Regions from separate parts of the Arachis hypogaea genome. Here region 1 is linked to region 2. A link is a contact called in public Hi-C data. All regions are on one chromosome and are shown on one strand. The core of a region is the stretch at or near the end of the contact, and the rest is flanking DNA. Distances in the headings are between cores, read along the strand shown.

Region 1 (5,790 bases), core at 695-3,194, 150 kb after region 2:
ACTATATTGAAAACTACAGTCTCACAAATGCTTTAATCATACTAATCCATCCAACTAAATGCAGGTTCTAAGTGAAAGAATGACAAGTAATCATAAATTGGTAAATACACAAATCAATTTAATAGATACGCGAAATGCGTTTGGTAACAAATGAGATAATTAATTGGAGTAGGATTTCATCAAAATTACTTGTGTGTTGGTGAAGTTGATGGAGTAGGATTTCATAAAAAAATGAGACATGATTAATTGGAAGGTTCAGAGCATTGGTTATCATGATAGAACTTTGATCAAATTTATTATCTCTTTAAATGTTACCAAATTTGATCAAAAGATAGAGGAGCAGCATACAATTATCGAAACATACACAAACCTCATTAACAATAAGAACACTTACCATAATCACATTTTAACATCACAAATTGAAAAAAAAGACTGGTGGTTACCAGAGCAGAGAGGACAGGCCAATAGCAGGCCCGAACCGACGACGACCACGTGGGCAGAGACAGCGACGCGGCTAGCAGCTTCTAGAGACCGAGACTGCAACGCGAGATGAGCAGCCCTCGTCAACGATAGCAAAGACAGGTCTATTAGTGTCAATATGCTTGGCCCTACTTTATAGGGCCAAATTTTCAAAAAATCTTGCAGGGCCAAAAGCCGTCATGGGCCAAACATCATAGGGCTTGCCCATGGATAATCCTCTTTTTTTTGTTACTTTTTCAATCTCTATTTCAACAATCTCTATCATATTTAAACAATCAAAACTCCATTGACCAGGTCCACAAAATAAACTCTATTTATAAAGTCAAAAAATAAAACAATATTCCAAATCAAATTTTCTAAACGTTCAAATTTTTACTAAACTGGTTTATTCTTCAAAAACTAAAACGATATTCCAAATCAAATTTTACAAATAATCAAATTTTTACTAAACCGGTTTATTCTAATTTCCTTTTATATTGACAAAGATGGCTTAAAATATCGAGTACAAGATGCTACTCTAAACTGAACTATATCACCCAAACGATGAAATATACTTAACTAAATCAAGACTTCGATAGCCCCAATGATTATTTTGAAAAATCAGACTTCAATTCAGAGCCAAGGGTCACCGTTGAGACTTGAGATATATCAAAAGACAAACATGATATAATATAAATAAATAAACTATATACATACATAACCACATCCTATTACAAGTTTACAACATAATAATAATCCAACTCTGAACAAAAGGAACAAAGATGGAAATAATGAGTTTAGTAAGCATGCTCTTGGTACTAGGCATGATAGGTGATGACTTTCCAATAGATTACCTAGAAGGTTAGAACACTGCATGAACAAGTGTTCGGATTGAGCCATTAAAGTGGAACATGCAGCTAGTAGAAGTTGCTCAAAGATTCTTGAGATACCCAGAAGAAGAAGCTAAAAAGAGAGAAACTCAGAAGCTAAAAAGTTGGAATGATGAAGACGATGTTAGCGTAAGAAAATTGATGGAATACATGTGAAAATGGCATTGATTCACCAAAATGAATGCTTTTTTTTTTCTTTGCAAAATGAAAACAAGAAGTGATAGAAGAGTAGAAAACTAAAATTGCAGATAAGAAAGAAAGAGAGGGAGAGAAGAAGAAGAAATTTACAGAATGATGAAAACGAGCTACAGAGCAATGATGTTCAATCTGAGAAGCGAGAAGCGAGTAATGCTATGCACGGCGCATCGAGAGGAGAAGAGTAGAAGACAGAGACATGTTTGGGGCTTTTAGAGCTTTTAGAGCCAGCCCTATTTTAATTATTTTTTTAGGGCTTCATTAGGGCCAGGGCCTTGTAAGATGTATTTTTGTAATTTTAGGGCTGTGGGCTAAAATTAAATTAAAAGGTTTAGGGCCAGCCCTAGGGTCTTGGGTTATATTGACACCACTAGACAGGCTAGAGCACGAGAGGTGAGAGCTTCTCTTGGGGGAGGTTGGTTCAATGTATTCAGAGCTGTGAGGTAGGGCTAAGGTGGTATACAGTGTATAAGGATTGAGAAGAAGAGATGGGGCGCGAATGCTGCTTTATTTCATAAGAGGAATAGCAATAAACCAATTTTTTAATTTTCTTTTATTCTGAATTAATCATATTAATATTAATAATAATGTAAACAATAATAATAGTAAGTATAATAATATTTATTATAATGAGTATATATTTTCATAAAAATAGTATAATTACAGGAATGATTATCGCATGAGGAATCTGAAAAATAAAAATATTAAAGAAAATAAATTTATTATTGATTTTTTTTAATTTTAAAATAATAATAATAATAATAATAATAATAATAATAATAATAATAATAATGGATAGTGTACTAAAATGATAGAGGGTATCAGTCTTGATAATATAGTAATCACAATGGTAATAATAATAATGGGAACAATAATAAAAGTAAGTATAATAATCTGAACAATTATAAAGTCATGACAAATTCAACAAACAAGTCTTGGCTATTCTATAAACCTGAATCGAAATTTTTCAACTAAACTATTGCACTATCCTCAAGGTTTCAAGTATCGTTTTGCCCACATAGTCAAGTGCCACACACTCTTCTTTTCAGGAGACATTCCACTATAAGGATATTCATTCTCGTCTGGTGTTTTATTGAGGTCATATGACAGCATCGAGGCCTTTCATCCAACAGAATCAGCCTCATCAGAGCCATCGGAGGAGACGTCCTTTTTCTCCATTGAATATGGAACCACCTCCCCTGGTTCTTCGGATGCCTCCTGAATCTGGGATCGAGATAACCCTGAGAAGTACATCATAGCCAAACAAGCCCATAATATGTAGAATTAGTGTGTGAACATAATCTTATTACATTAACAGCCAAAAAGTTGTCTTTCTTACATCCCCAAAGTCGTTCAATTCCATGTTCTATGAGCTTGAATTCCTCTCGTGCTGCAATATCCAGTTTAACGACAAGAGTATTTTCATAGCGTGCCAGCACAAAATACCAACAATAATGTTCAAATACTGTTTGGATATAACCTGATACATTGTAATCCTTTACAGTATATGAATTTCAAAATTAATCCAGAGACTCAAAACCTAAAAATTAGAAAGCAGGTGACTCGTTGGAAGAAGAATTAATTTTTTTTAGATAGCAAGCATATTAAAATGCAAGAAGAGTTATTGAATTATTACTGACTGAGACTCTGTGTATACAAGAGAGACTGTATTAGCTATATATAGAAGCTTAGTATAATAGAATCAGCTAAGAAGGTGTAACAAAAACAGACCCTCCACTCTAACTGACTAACAAACTAATAATCCAGCTCAACCTAACAGGCTCTAAGTCTGATAAGTATAATGCTAGCTTGTTAGTATAATACTAGCTTATTAATGCTAGCTTTGGTCTGACCGTGTTAGAGAACCAGTTTATGATCATTGTATATATTAAAAGTTCATACACTTAAAATTCTAAAGTTTAATTGTTCTTCATACATCCCAGACTACGTGATGCGGACTTTGGGCATCCCATAATACACGTCCCTAACAGGCTGCAAGATTACAAGTTGATGGCGAGAATCCAAGGTCAGTTAGTGAAGGAAGAAAAAGGGATCAAGTGCAGAAATAGGAATGAATTGGAGCACGTAAGATCAGAGTGTGAAAGGGTTCTATAACAATATTACTTATTATTTTTGGAGGATATTGAGAAGTGAAAAAAGCTACATCAGCGTTTTCACATCACATGCAAACTCTGCAGATTAAAGAGGGGTTTTGAGTGTCCTATGGTTCATTTAAGCCACAAGACAAGTTTTTTCTCCAAAGATAAAATTTTAGGCAGAGATTCTTGCAGGTTTTTGGGAACAATTTAATAATTTATTAAGAAGAAAGACCTAAAAGGATGTAATATCATAACTAGCTAGCTAATCATAGCTTCTCTTGTCACATGGCCTTTTGAAACCACAATTTTTTCTTGCATCAGATTGTACATCATTGATCATAAACATCCTAAAGAAATTAAATACAGAAATCTCGCGGCATCTTAATTATCTAGTAGTCCCTACAATTTCTAACAGGACATCATTTTTAAATTACATGAATATAAAAACCAAGAGAAAAGCGATTTACTTATATATATGTATAGACTACTATATGCTCCTTATTGCTAATAAAGAACAGTTATATACATCAAACATAGATGAATACAAGAGTAAACACATGAATATTTACCTTCACCTCATCAAGTATTTTCTGTGAGAACCACGTGTCCGTACTTGTTGTAAACTCAAACCAAATTTAGCAATGTACCTTCGATCCCATTGAAGCAATTCTGAAAATTTTAACATAATCAACTGAAATCTCTATCGGGTTTCATCCAAAAAATATGAAAAAGACCTCAGAATTTGTAAGGGCAGCAGCAATCAAACCTTCATCATTGAAGTAGGCACATGACCAATGGCTCGAGTGAGGTGTCTGTGTTCAGAGAAGGCATCCAGCCATGATTGTATACGAGACTCTTTAAACCACAACTGTCTTGCAAAGAATGTTGCGTGGTCCAACGAAGAGAATGGAGATCCATCTATCATCTTCTCTACGAATCAGCGGCTACTGCAAACCAAAAAGAAGTCTCGGCTCTCCAATTTCTCTGATAAGCCATAGACATAGAAAGACTGTACAAAGACAATATAAAAATGTGACTGCAAGAAGACTTAAAGGAGAGGTTACAACATTGTGAAAAACCAGTTAGATAAAAGAGTTTTTTATGAGAGAATAAGTTTTTAAATATCTAAAATAACTCGATCAATTCAATCTATTGAGGGGCTGCTTACTCATTGCAAAATTTTGTGCTTTCTAAACATACTAGGAGAAAGAATTGCTGGTTCCAAGTCCAAAAAATGAAAAGATAAAGAAAAGCTTCTTTAAAAAATGAAAAAAAAAATAGGGGTGAAAGTTAGATTTAAAAACTAATTAAAACAAAAAATATAACTAAACGATCATAATGGATAGAGAATAAAATCTTGAAATTGTAGATATATGATTTTAGATATACTTCTAAGAATATTTGATCATAGTTTTCCTATCCTGTCTTCTACCATGGAGATGCAAATAATTGGTTCAACGAAAAAGAACATAAAAAATAAGAATAAAAAAGGCAGGGCAAGAAGAGTAAGACACAAAAAAAAAAGATAATAAAATGCTAGCAAATGAAATATCTTTTGCTTCATGAGTTGTAGCCCCAAAAAGCATACAAAATGTAGAAACAAGCCAAAAGACACTACCTGAGCCAGCAGGGTCATCCAAATAACAAGAACACCTAAACAAAAAGGTCCAAAACATTAACATTGATAACTCCCCAGCAAATCGGGCTATCCATCAACACAAAACTCAACATTCATATAATTTACTCATTTAATCTTTTTTCTAACAAAAAAAATACAAAGAATAAAGCCCTTGAGTTGGTCTTTGATGAAAACAGAGTGCACATTACTTCTATTTGTCTAAAACTTATTGAAAGTGATTTAACATACATAAATACGCTAACATACATCATGAATGAATACAAGATATTAAATAAGTAGTATATAAAGAAAAAATCAAAAACACAAAATCACATTATTACAATGTGGTGCTCAAACAATATTTTATTTACCACATTGCACAACTTTATACAATTATACACACTACAATTTTTAAAATGCAATATTAAATGACACCAACTTAACTTATATGCATGATGCACATTGTTAAACATAGTAATTTCCTCTTCCCCACATATAGTTATGCATAATTGAAAGAGAGCACTAGACG
Region 2 (5,696 bases), core at 1,836-4,335:
AGGACATTTGGCATTACACAAGGACAGCTGTAACACCAAGACAAAAACAAGGACAGATGGGGACACTCTCATTACAAGGACATCAACAAATCAAAATGCAGAAGATCAAAAGTAAAGTTTGGAAGAGCAAAATAAAAACGCAGAGCTATGGACAGTAGTTGGAATGACTTAAAAATGGAAGTGCTTTGCATTCCAAGGAAGACAGCAGCTCCAAGGACAACAGAGGTTGGTGGATCAAACCCTCCAACAAGCAGCGTTAGTGGAGCAGAATGGAGCAAGGACTGCATGCAATCAGAGACAGCTCCAAGGGGTTGATAGTACAAGGAATTGGAAGAGGCAAGGAAGAACCAATGAGAAGAGCAATCTAGTTCTATAAGAAATGCCTCACTTCAATATTTGATAGTAAGAAAAAGAGAGCACATTCAAGAGCATCATCTCAACACTTGAGCTGAATTCTTTTTCTTCTACTAAAACTTCATTTCTAATTTTATTTTGTTATGGCTATCTTGTGTCATCTTTCGTATTAAGAAAAGACTGAATATGTGAGTAGAAAAAGCCATGAGAGAAAAGGCAAGAGTGATGCATGAAAAAGCCACTGAAATTCTGTGTAATTGAGTTGTTGAACTAGGACTAGTTCTCTTTGCCAAGTTGGGTTAGCACTTTATGAGTTTGAATCTGTTTAGGTTCCTCTTCCAAGTTGGAACAACACTTGGGAAGCTAAGCTTTAGTGAATAAATTTTAGTGGTAGATACTAGTTGAATTAGGTTGTAATTCAATAGTATTGGTAATTGTGATCAGTTGATTAGAGTGGAAATTCCACCATGGTTGTGGTGGAGACTGGACATAGGATTCATGGCACTTAGAATCCAAACTAGGATACATGCTGGCCTCTTTCTCTTCTTTCCTTCTCTGTTTCTTTTCTGAGTATGAGACAAAACGAAAAAATCTCCTGCAAAATCAGCTTCCGCAAAAACAGAACTTGAAATGTTCTTTTTTGAGCCAACTTGATTCAACCCCCGTTCTCAAGTTCAAGCAGTTCCATCATAAATAAATAATGGAACTAATTTGAAGGACCAACTATAACATCTCCTAGCTATCACGGAACAGTAACAATTGAATTGCGTTGTATTTTATCCGAAGAGGATTAGTCTGTGCTTCACGAAATTTTTTTTTTGCAATATAGTCAATAAAACATTAAAAAGAGGGGGAAGAAGCAGATTTAACGATTTTTGAAATGATTATGTACTCTATTTTTATTTTTACATATATATGAATATTTTTGCGAAAATTGTTGTTGCACATATTATGGGAAGGATGGGAGAATCTTGGTAGTTTTTTCATGCATAAAGAAGTCCAAGGAAACTTCTAAGCAGAACTATTAAGGTAGATTTGGATTTTAGTGTTTTTGATTATAAGCATATAGGATACTCTGGCTTACCTTAAGACAAGGGCTTGATTGTTGTGTGGAATATACCATGCCTTGCTATTTAAGTCAAACTATTAATATATAGATTTTAGTAGTTCAACTATGGGTTAGGATCTTCTCATGTTTGCTATCAACGTGGCCATGCCTTGTCATTTCAGAGATAGATGCACATAGATGGAGCACTCTTATAAACTACAATAGGTTATGGATGCACTATCACTTGATCAGTCTATCATTTTTTCTGGTTAAATCATATCTGGTCAATGAAATCTCGGAGATGTTCCACCTCAATTGATTTCCATCTCAATTTATGTAGTGTTGTTTGTCTGTTGGTATTGTGTTTGAGTTGTCCTGATCTTTTACATTTTGCAAGTGGTAGTTACATTTTTGTTAGCCCAATTGGAGAGAATATCTGCTATAGCATTAAAATTACTGAATTCAGTGTGCAGTATCGAGCATTTACTATTAGATCGTAATTTATAATTGCTAGGTAGAGCAACTTCTATTATTGAAGCATATTACCAACTAACAACAACAACAAAAAAACCTTATCCCAATGGGTGAAGTCGGATGATATTACCTACTAACGGCCATGCTTTAACAGTCAACATAGTTAAATTTTTTATCATTTTATTTTATTTTTTGTTAAATTATTTTTGCAACGGGTAATTAGTTTATGTGATTTGTTTTTCTGTTGTCTTTAGACCCAAGTTTTTGCTACAATATTTATATTTCGTTAATTTTTTGACATCCTTTTAATGCCATTAATTTTTGGTACTAATATTTTTCCTTTCAACAGAACGTTGCATATGACAGATCAAGTGCTCCGGTATGGATTCCGTTATTCATCCAGAGAGGATGTTTCTCCTATCAGAATTCACATATGACCTTGACAAGAGCAATGCTCAAACTTTCAAGTTGCTGGACTCAACAAGTTCTGTTGTTGTCGATAGAGATTAGGAAGGACTCTTTGTTATTGTTAGAACAGGCACTAATGGTCCTTACAGTGTTTCTGCTTCAGATTGATTTTTTATGTAGTGTAAGATCCCTGAGTTAGGTAGATGGTTGATTTTGTATGTGTCTTATTTAACCTTTCTTTCAATGATGAGCCAAATTAGCCATCTAAGTTAAGCCACTTCTTTACTAATGTGGATGTCTTTCTATACATTTTGTACATTCAACATGTCTGTAGATAAATCCTGTTTTCTTTTCTCTGGTTGGTAAACTAAACCTATTGTTTTAAGTGAGGACACCATTATTGACAGGAGTGATAACTACCTTGGCTTTCGTAACCAAGTTGCATTTGTCAAAAAGTTTTATATAACTTAGATGATATACACATGGTTTATAAGAAAAATGATTAACCACTAAAAATGCTTTTCGAAATAATGCTCTTAAAATATTCTGTTCTTGACAAAAATGACTCCCATTTTTTATATCGGTAAAAATACCCTTTAATAATTTATAAAGAAGGTTTTAGAAGTTTAGGATAAGAGTGGTGTTGAGAATCTAAAAGATTTGGGAATCACCATCATGAATCATTTTAAAATTGGAGTTTGTTTTAATTAAAATTTAAAAAATTAGTGTTTTAAATTAGGATAGTGTGCTAGCCATGTCGTCATTCTATTTGCCACATCAAACATTCACGATAATAGAAAATGTTTCTCTTAACAAATGAGTACTTATCCACGTTTTTAAATTATTGAAAGATATTTTTATTGCTAAGAAAAATGAAAGCCATGAATATTTCGAGGACACTTATCGTACTCTAATAAAATATCAATCATTCATTTAAACAAAATTATACACAAACAAAAATGTTCGCAATTCATATATTTTAATTATTTTTAGTTACTTTAGAATCACTGGCTTCCACCGATAATATAAATTACATTTGTAATAGCTATATAGTGAGAATAAATAAATGCAATTTATTTGTAAATTTATCAAAAAATTCATGTCATAATTTATACTTATATAGTAAATCACAAGAAAGCAATAATCATTTGCATTTCTTAAATTTACGATGGTGGTCTTGTGATGTGACATTATAAACATTTCAACAATCAAAACATCAAGAAATCAATGCATCAGTTCTATTTAGAGGGAGACAAGATATCATGGGAAAATGAAGAACTGAATTCATAAAAAACTAAACTATTCCCCAATTTTGGTTTAATATATTCTGCTCACTGTGCTTTTCCCACAATGTTATGGGTCCATTTATCCAGCTATAAGAAGCAAAGATTTAAAGAGGTAGCTCTATATTACTAAATTTACAATTTAGGCATCATGTTTTGTATGCTAAATTTAACCAACCACATGATCCTCACACAAAGTGCAGAATCTAGAATCTATTTAGTGTTTCCTCAGTTGTCTCCTATACCAGTAACGAATTAACGATGGCTTATAGAAACAACAATTCTACTTGGCTTATCCTTTGTAGAATGGATTCTATAGAAACAAGCAATACCATCAGTGCTTAAATATAGTAACCTTAATCCAAATTACAAACCTATCTTGCGAAACTTAACATCATTCATCATACAAGTAAACTTTTTACAACCTGGAATCGCCCTTCCATGAGAAATGTAAATGGCAGCATCAAGATCAATGCTATATCACAAACATTCCAAAATGTCGTCTGGAGCTATGTAGTTCAAAGCGGAGTCATCTCCCAGTCGACATAAAGGTGCAGCATTAGCCATCTATCGTTTTACATTTAGACAAGGGGAGATGAGTAAACGACCTCATGCGATTCTCAGATCTGAGATCACAAAACTAGTGGTGCATCCCTCCTGTGCCCACAGAATCAAGTTCCTTTAGTGGCACCAGGATTTCGACCAAACTGGATTATCATTGGCTTGCCTTTAAATACATATCCATTCACTAGATTCTGAAACCAAAGGTATGTGATATAAACCATTTAATAAGATCGCCCTATCTCATGGTTTAGCAAATTCTGGAAGAACTATATGACAAATGAATAAAAAATATCGTAATGGAAAATCAGAAAACGAAATCATGTTGCACATATCAGAAATTAAAACACAGGAAAGCAAGTCTGCTGTGAGAAATATACCAGTCCCTGATGAGCCAGCTCAATTGATGGGAATGTTAAAAATGCTTGACTTCTCATCCTTCCTTCCTGAAACTCAGAACTAGTCATTAATTTTAGTCATGCTTATGCTACCAACGAATATTTGTTTTGGAAGTCTCTTTGTATGGCATCAACACCAAAATGAAATTCATACCGTTTTAAAAGCCAATCAAGGTCTCTTACCTGCATCAGTTTTACATGAAGGCAAGACTTGGCAGTCTCAATACTTCCAAACAAGCACCCTGCCATAGCAAAAGACATATGCAGAACTTAATTGACATCCGAATGATAATTATGTTATAATGAACTCATTATGTCACATATTTGGTAAAGTTATTATTCATTTTAGGCTACTCAGATGCTCATTAAGGTAATTATTATTTTTTTTAGAAGTGTATGTACTAGTCTAAACACAAATCATGTACTGATAAAACCAAATCTGAATCAGCTAAAAGTATAGCAGCTTACCAAATATGAAAAAAAATCTTCACCAACCACATCTTTTGCCAAACTCTTAATATACAACACAGGAGCTGGATTTTCAGTGGTATAGTTCTGCACCATCCATCAATTCAAAAACACAAATTCATTACACATGGAATTTCGCACTACAATGTTTTCATAATATCCAAGTACGTGACCACTAGAAAATATTCACATATTAAAAGAAATTTTTGTTGAGAAAAAAGCAAATAAAAAGAAATGTCAGAGCATATAACAGATTAGATGCATTGAACAATTAGCAGTTGTCAAGTTCTGTTAGATTAACCACAAAATGATGAAACAAGTGGGCGAACAAAGAATTTTGTCACTTGAAACAAATTTGAGATTGTATACAGGAAAACTTATAAAGGTAGCTTCAGTAAGATCAAGACAGGGATATTTTAAGCTACTCACAATTCTTTATTTCAACACTTGATCTCACAAAGTAGTTACCAATTTCCATAATAGAGGCAAGACAGTTTGCAAATGCTAATGGAAAACTGGAAAAACTTGATCAGTTAATATGATAATCTGGTTAGATATGCAAGTCTGTCTACAAATAGTCTTTTACTAGAAACAAATTATCACAAAAAAATTTCTAGACATTACTTAATGGAGGCCGATATAACGACAATAGATACAAGATACAACAATATGATGCGCATGAAATTCCTTGAGAAAATTAAT

The links. Hi-C and Micro-C count contacts between places; a contact is called where the count stands out from the background.
Region 1: a Hi-C map of leaf shows a contact between it and region 2, with 2.1 times the contacts expected there. The contact joins two enhancer-like sites. A contact is called at or near these places in 5 of 8 Hi-C or Micro-C datasets (leaf and an unstated tissue).

What each region holds. Positions count from the first base shown.
Region 1 is chr16:126,247,422-126,253,211 of arahy.Tifrunner.gnm2.J5K5, forward strand. It overlaps LOC112754906 (a long non-coding RNA gene), which reads right to left. Exons shown (of 5, transcript XR_011874540.1): 2 at 4,410-4,590; 3 at 4,213-4,312; 4 at 2,884-2,934; 5 at 2,379-2,785. Among protein-coding and RNA genes, the nearest start is that of LOC112754906, 6.2 kb to the right of the region's middle. Within about 2 kb of position 1,945, at least 2 of the 3 cell types and tissues checked have open chromatin away from gene starts, as enhancers often do.
Region 2 is chr16:126,097,501-126,103,196 of arahy.Tifrunner.gnm2.J5K5, forward strand. It overlaps the pseudogene LOC112757500. Among protein-coding and RNA genes, the nearest start is that of LOC112761796, 19 kb to the left of the region's middle. Within about 2 kb of position 3,086, at least 1 of the 3 cell types and tissues checked has open chromatin away from gene starts, as enhancers often do.